2 separate regions of the Zea mays genome follow, and region 1 is linked to region 2. A link is a contact called in public Hi-C data. All regions are on one chromosome and are shown on one strand. Each heading gives the region's core, a stretch centred on a gene start, on an enhancer-like site or on the middle of the called end of the contact. The rest is flanking DNA. Distances are from core to core; before and after follow the strand shown. Region 1 holds the start of LOC100304212 (putative protein kinase superfamily protein). Region 2 holds the start of LOC100284070.

Region 1 (3,729 bases), core at 881-3,380, 250 kb before region 2:
CGAGATGTAAAAGGTTCCTTTTTCAGTGATGGGCATTACAGGTCGTTTGTTGGACTGCAGTTCAAGGACGAGCTGCTTGTCTAGAGGGGGTGTAGTGTCAGGGCCTAAGGAGGCCCACGGAGGGGCTGCAGCAGCAGCCATGGGCCCTCCAAGGGGGATTAGATAAGGATAGTTAGAGATAAGATTAGAAGATTAGTTGAGATTATTTAGGAGATTAGTTAAGGTTATCTAGGAAGGTTATCAGTTAGTAGTTGTTGAGAGTTTTTAGGAGAGTTTTAAGGAGATAAGGATATCTAGCTAGATAGGGGCAGCCAGCTGGCCTATTTATGTAATCAATGGATGAGAAATAAAGTAGTCAAGAATTATAAGGGAGAAACCCTCCTCTTGCTCGGCCGTGGGCAGAGGCCCCCGGCCGACGTTCCTACCCATCGATACCCCTCCCCAATCCCTCACCGATCCAGCGACCATAACATATGGGGTGTGGGTCTATGGATGTCGTTGCCGACCTGTGTCATGGTGCTGCCCAGGGTCGTACCTAAAGGGGGTCGAGCCGGGCGGTCGCCCAGGGCCCCCAAAATATTGGGCCCCTCAAGTATATACTAAGGTATAGTACTTAGTTATTTAATTTATCCAAACAGTGTTTGTTTGGTTAGCCCAACCGTTTAGCAGTCCAGCCTCTACTATCTTGCTCACGTAACATAAGTCGGAAGCAGCTACTAGCCTGCTCACGTAAGCCAATTCCCAAGTCAGGACTCAGAACAGAATACAACCAAAAAACATAATTCCCACCGCGGTGCCGCCACCATGTCTCCAAAGGACCGAAGAGTCCAGATAGGACTACAAATGCCAGAACACGTCATCGACGATCGACCTTCGCACATACGCGTATACCATAGGCAGTAGCTAGCTAATTGTGTTTTGTCATTATCGAAATATGTGTTTATAATTATACATATGCACATATATAGTTATTATATACACATGGGTCAAAAGGGCCTCCATATAAACTTTCGCCCAGGGCCCCTGAAATCTCAGCACGGCCCTGGTGTCGCCCACTGATCTACAAATCGACGTCAGTGTGTGTCGTAGCTGTGTACCCTTGCCACAAACCGACCTGCGGGTCCATGTTCTTCCTCCCTTGGTTCTCAAACTCCTTGTTTCTCAATCTACTGGCTGCTACTTCTCTGGCTTGATGGAATATTATCGTCTGTTAGAACCTAAAGACTAAAGTTCCTAGGTTTGATGGCTTGATGGCCTGAACTTTATTATCTATGTACTCGTTGTGAACTTGTGTGGTCCACTATTCCAGCATTTAATTTTTTATAATACTACCTCCATTCTCGAATATTTGTCGCCCACTAGTTTATTTTTGAACTAAACGACAACAAATAAAAAAGAACAGAGGAAATATATATTTGTGTATCGCCGTATCGGTGTTTTTTCAGAAATAGTGCATTAGGGTATCGGCGTATCAAGTTTCCGTCTCGCCGTATCAGTAACATAGTTCTGAACCGTTCTGATGATTGTAGCGACACACCTATTGTTCGAATAACCACTGGTGCCCGTTAAATATCTGCACAATAACGATAAATCGCCCACGTCACCTAGATAAGCCAAAATAGCGAACCAGATGCAGCTCTGCTAAGCTAGGGTCGCATGGAGCCCACGCATAAGTTTTGTCGGGCTAATATCAGGCGATCTCGAGGGAATAGCTAGATGCTGGCTCAAATAAACACCCAGACGAAGGAATCTAGATAACCTGATGTTCGTGCTCCAGAGCTAGACTTCAGCAATACTAAAAACCCACTACAATTTCACCGCAAAGCTCGAGTGCGAAGCGCAGATCACCGCGATCCCGCGCGCATTCACACGGACAACGGAGACGGTTCCCACTTACCACGCAAAATGCAGGTCCGGCTCCGATCCCTCCCAGGCAAGCCAATCTAACCACTGCCCCGATGTCCCTCGTTCCTTGCTACTGAAGCTCGCCGAATCTCGGTAAGAAGGCGCACCTTTTAGATCGGAGGCAGAGGCGCGCGGTCGCCGTGGGCTCCGGCGCCGGTGGCGTCAGATGGGGGGCGCGATCCCGTCTGGAGATTCGGCGCCCGGGCGCAGTCTGACGAGCCCGAGTGCCCGACGGGAGAGGAGGAAGCAAGCAAGCAAAAGCCGAGACGTGGGTGGAGCCGTGGCGATGGCGAAGTGGTGGCCTGGTCGTGGGTGGTGGCCCTGGTTGGGGTGTGGCCACAAATAGATTTCTTGTCGAATATTTTTTGTTCGTCGTCCATTTTATTTTTCTTTTGTATACGTGCTAGGTACTAGCTCTATGTCGGTGGTTTTTTTCTAGAGTGCCAAAAATGTTTAACGCACCAGTAGTAGCACTAGCACGTGCACGCACGCACGCACCTATACATAAAAGACGCCGTTGATTTTTTTTAACTTTTAATCAAATTACTGTTTTGAATTTTTATCCTAAATTTGGCCGGCTCCTCTTACTAAAAATCATAATTACTATTAATTTTTATTGTGATATTATTTAGCATATAATATATTTTAAATTTAGTTTTGATTTTTTTTTTATTTTAAAAAAATAAATAAGACGAGCTGACCAATCGTGTCAGAAAAAGATCAAATAAATTATAATTTAAACGAAGGGATATCATTTATTTTGTTATAATTTATTTTATTTATTTTGTTATAGTTTATTTTAGCACTTAAGCGTGACTCCAAATTTTATATTTTAAAATAAATATTTTGAATAAGACTTGGTGATAAAGTTTTGGAAAAAAGCCAATGACATGATATATTTGTGAACAGAAAGAGTATATGTTTGGCTTAACAATACTTTCATATTTCCATCTTTAGTGTTGGGTAATAATAATTTGTTAGTTGGCTACTATTAGCTCTAGCAGTTTTCAAACATAATTTAAAAAATTGTTAGTGGAATTAGCTGACTAACAAATAGTTGGCTAACTATTAGTGTCGGCGTTTCGACCCCGGGGGGTCTCTGAACCGACGAGTGAATTGTCGCCGCGTGTCCCAGCCCAGATGGGTCGGCGCGAGACGGAGCACGAAGGGGGGAAGAGACAGGCAAAGGGGAAACCCGCGACCTTCGTGTTGCCCTGCGCCCAGGTCGGGTGCGCTTGCAGTAGGGGGTTACAAGCGTCCGCGTGGGAGAGAGCGAGAGCCTTATGCGCTGGCCCGTTCTCCCACGCAGACAACCTTCTCGTATGAGAGCCCTGGACCTTCCTTTTATAGGCGTAAGGAGAGGGTCCAGGTGTACAATGGGGGTGTAGCAGTGTGCTAACGTGTCTAGCAGAGAGGAGCTAGAGCCCTAAGTACATGCCGTCGTGGCAGTCGGAGAGGTTTTGGCACCCTGTTCATGTGATGTCGTGGCCGTCGGAGGAGAGCTGGAGCCCTGCGGAAGGACAGCTGTCGGGGCTGTCGAATCCTTGCTGACGTCTCCTTGCTTCCGTAAGGGGCTGAGAGCCGCCATCGTCATGGAGCACGCGGGGCACCATCATTATTTGTTGACCGGGGCGAGCCAGATGGGACGCCGGTCTTGTTCTCCGTATCCTGAGCTAGCTAGGGGTAGGGGTAATGATGGCCCCCCTATGACGTGGTCGGTCCAAGCCCTAGGTCGGGCGAGGCGGAAGCTTCTCCGAAGTCGAGGTCGAGTCCGTCTTCCGAGGTCGAGGCTGAGTCCGACCCCTGGGTCGGGCGAGGCGGAGA
Region 2 (4,288 bases), core at 121-2,620:
ATAGAAAAAATATATTGACATTTATAATTTCAAAATAAATGCACTATCAAGACATATTTCATAGTAGGTTTAATTAAACTAATTTTATGGTGTGGATTTTGGTGTTTTTTTAACTTGGCCAGAGTTATTGAAGTTTGACTTGAATACAAAAGTAGAACCACATACAACTTAGAACAGAGAGAGTCCAATCACACTTGGGGTATCCGCACAAATGTTTATTTTCTTAATTCATGTTTTTAAATATTTTTTAGGTACATGCTGTGACAAAAAAGAGTTCATAACATATAATTAAATCTATCATATTAGCTTGGGATATGTTTGGCTGTTAGCACAAAGTTTGGAATTTTAAGTAGTACTTTTTCCGTATTGCAGTAATTTTTGGCCCATAGCGCGGCCCGTATATCATGGCGTGTCTGACCTGGCCCGTCAAACTTCGTGACGTACTTGGATCGGCCAAAAATGTCCCTTTTAGCCCGGCCAGAAGCACACCTATAACCATAATCAAATGAGTAAAATTTAATATAATTTCGACCGTCATCACCCCTTCTCTCTCCCGTTTTATATTTAAAACAAATCACATCACCCCTTCTCCCTCCCGCCCGTTTTATATTTAAAACAAATCACAAATGTATGACCCCTTTCCGTGTTCTGCTTAAAGCAAAACTAACTAGTATATCACATAGAATTGGATGTTTCTAGAAAGAAGGCAGTCCTAAATTGTTTTTTAAAGATCAATTATGTAAATTTGTTTTAACAGTACATAGTTTTTTAGTTTAAAAAGATTAAGAATTGGATTTTTTAAAAAAGAGGAAATCCTAAGAAAATGTCATCATTTAGATCAAAACTATGTAAATTTTTTAGCAACAAATAATTATTTTTTTAGTTTTAATTTTAAAATCTTAAAAAGATGCATTCAAAATTTACAATTTGGTTTGGCGGGTGGGGAGGCCCGCACAGGCAAGTCCTGCAAAGTAAGGCAGTGTCAATACCCGCGCCAGCCTCTTCCCCCTTCAAAAATTGCGGTGCAGGTTTTGACCCCGCACTGCGAGCGGCTCTCACCGCAGCGCTTTGTTTTCCTTACTCATTAGTTTAAGGCAAGGTTCTACGCTAGCACCCCACCCCCTATATATGCCATCCACACAAGTGCGCGCATCCGCTACTAGCCAGTGTGGGACTTTCTTCCTCGGAACGATTTACTTCCCTCGTCTCTCGTGTGCGCTACCTCCTCCGCGGGGCTCTGGTTCCAAACTGTTTATTATTTAAAGCCTGGCCTACTTACAGGACCGTCTCGGCCTGGCCTGCTATGGATAAGCACTGCTACGGCCATCCTGGCCCATCAGGCCTACTTGATGCGCGCCTCTCTCCCTCCCAACAACCAGGCCACAAGCGCCCGAGCGGCTTAAACCCTAGCTCGCCGTCGTGCTCGGCTCGCCACCCCGCGCCTGCTCCTTTCAGGCCCTAACCGTTCGCCGCCGCGCATTCGAGCACACGCGGAAGCGCACCTAGTGCCATGGCGAAGAAGCGGAAGCGCACCGACGCGCCCGCAGAGGCGGCCGGCGCAGAGAAGCCTGACGACTCCGCGCCGGCGCGCCCGGAGCGCACGCTCTTCGGCTTCAAGGACCTGGTCCCCGACGCCGAGCCCGCCTCCGCGGGCGCCGAGGCCGCGGTGGCGCCGTTCCGGAACAGGGAGAAGGTACTCATCACCTGCTCCCGCCGAATCACGTATAGGTGAGTGCTCCCTGTTTTTCCGCTTGCAGTCTTGTGAGATGGGTGATTCCGTTCACGCGTGCGTGCTCGGCGTAGGTATCGGCACCTGATGCAGGACGTGCTGTCGCTGCTCCCGCATGCGAAGAAGGACAGCAAGGTCGAGTCGAAGCAGAGCAAGGGGAACGCGCTGAACGAGCTCCTTGAGCTCAGGAGCTGCTCCAGCTGCCTTTTCTTCGAGGTATAGATCTTCTACTCTGCTTCCACCCCGCACGGTGAGGATCTTGTTAGCATTGACATGACGGTGGCTGCTTACGCGCGGGAACAAGCTGTATAAATCGCAACTCTTAATCTCAAGCTTGGGTTTTGGTCCATGCTTTCGTTCTATGGATGTTCTCTGGGATCCCATGTATTGAGGAAGCAACTTCCATTTTGCTCTGGTTCTAAATTCTCTACTGGGCAATGGATGTTTTCTTTGACTGCATTTGTGCCATCCGCCATCCCACAATTATAATTGTTCAATATATGTATGCATTATACTTCTCAGTTCTGTTAGCTTATTGAATTATGTGGGTGAAGTTTTTTCCTTCATGTATTACAGTGCAGAAAACAGAAGGATCTTTACCTTTGGATGGTGAAGTCTCCTGGAGGACCATCAGTAAAATTTCTAGTTAATGCTGGTATGCTATGGCCCAAATGGTACTTACATTGGCAGTCTTATGCACTGCAGTCTATAACATGTATGCTTTTGTGATGAGCTAACAATTAATCACGATGTGATGTTTACTGTAGTTCACACCATGGAGGAGTTGAAGCTTACCGGTAACCATCTGAAAGGGTCACGCCCACTTCTTACATTTTCTACAAATTTTGATGAGCAACCTCATTGGAAGCTTGTGAAGGAAATGATAACTCAGGTATGTAACTGGTTTCACATGTTATGCCATACCTACATATGGCTAAGCATTTTAACAAGTTGATGAACTGCACTTATCTGTCCAATTATCTAGATTTGTCCGTGACGTTCATTTTGCTATGAAAACAGCTTGATTTTCTAATGATAAAAATCTAACAGGATTTTGCAAACATACAACAAGGTCAAACTCCACTTCGCTATTTTAGTACTGGATGTCTCAATGACAGATGGACCAGGACCCACCTGTCATTGGGGCACCATGTGGTAAAAGAGCAGACTGGTGTTTGACGCAGTGGTGGTTGTCCAAATTTTCTAAATTCAAATTGCATCACTTTTTTGTTGTATTTTAAACCATAAACACTGACGATTACCATATGCTGGCTCCATTTCTTTTTTGGGAACATAAGAACATCTTGCGTGCTGCTATCTAAGCTTGCATTTCCATTGCTCACTGTAAACCAAAAAGCATGGTTATTAAAGCGGTAAAACGTTATGAACCGCCTTTTTAACATTTAAACGGTGAAACAAACGTTGAAACGTCTTTTCAAACTTGACATAGAACTTCAAATATTGAATAAGTTCATACATAAGTTGAGTACTTGAGTTCAAAAACCAAATAGCATAAAAGGAAACAGATCAAGTTCAACAACATAAGTTCAACCACACAAGTTACAACTTGTATCTATGATCAGTGAATGTGAGCAAAATCAAAATAGAGTCTAAAACATTGATCTCATGTTCTCATATGGTCAGATTACTCACCAAATGACCAAATGGAGCATGCAGCTGCCACTGTCTGAATTTGAACCTGGGTGCTTCACTGTCACTGAAAACCTGAACCTGGGCTGGGCGCTGGCTGCTGGAGGATGGTGGAGGGAGGAGGGGGCAGAGGAGAGGAGAGGTGGGGCACTGGCTGTTGGAGGATGGTGGAGGGAGGATGTGGGCGGCGACGCTGGAGGAGATGGAGTCGGGGTGGCGGTGCTAGTCTGCTTTAGGGGGTCAGGCGGTGACGCTGGAGGAGATGAGGGCGGCGGCCAGCTACGCATCCACGCGCTGGAGAGGAGGGCGGCTGGCGCTCGCACGTAGGAGCTGGATGCTGGCGTTGACCGCCTGGATGACATAGGGGTTTCCCATTTTTTTTGGCCCAGGAAAGGCCCACAAACGAGTAGAACGTCCTAAACGCATGTAAAACACCTTAAAACACGCCGAGGACGCTTAAGCGACGTTTAAACACGTTTAACGGACGTTCTACACCATTTTGTTAAAACACCCAGACGTTTCAACCCTAAATCATGTTTTGTCATTTAAACGACGTTTAAGCGACGTTTTAACAACAATGCCAAAAAGATGGTGTATAGGAAGTTAATGCTTGCTTGTTATACTATAAAACCAACTTTTGTTGATGATATATGTCAACTTTCATATTTATGTGCTTTATGGGACAAATAAGTTCTTACAAAGTAGAAGATTCTCATAAAACATGATTGTGAAATCATTACCTGTACTTGTCCAGATATTTGCTACTCCTAAAGATCACCGTAAAGCAAAACCTTTCCATGACCATGTGTTTGTCTTCTCCATTGTGGATGGCCATGTTTGGTTTCGAAACTACCAGGTGATCTATCTCTCCATTTGTCAGATTGAATTTTTGTTTGGATTAGGTTCATT

The links. Hi-C and Micro-C count contacts between places; a contact is called where the count stands out from the background.
Region 1: a Hi-C map of leaf shows a contact between it and region 2, with 5 times the contacts expected there. The contact joins the promoter of LOC100304212 here to the promoter of LOC100284070 in region 2. A contact is called at or near these places in 12 of 25 Hi-C or Micro-C datasets (bundle sheath, ear, endosperm and 3 more).

The regions. Positions count from the first base shown.
Region 1 is chr4:133,821,891-133,825,619 of Zm-B73-REFERENCE-NAM-5.0, reverse strand. It overlaps LOC100304212 (putative protein kinase superfamily protein), which reads right to left and starts at 2,130. Exons shown (of 8, transcript NM_001361387.1): 1 at 2,013-2,130.
Region 2 is chr4:133,570,257-133,574,544 of Zm-B73-REFERENCE-NAM-5.0, reverse strand. LOC100284070 reads left to right here and starts at 1,370. Exons shown (of 8, transcript NM_001156968.2): 1 at 1,370-1,728; 2 at 1,804-1,945; 3 at 2,306-2,384; 4 at 2,497-2,621; 5 at 4,134-4,235. The coding sequence starts at 1,511. LOC111591490 (U12 minor spliceosomal RNA) reads right to left here and starts at 1,098; the gene lies at 941-1,098.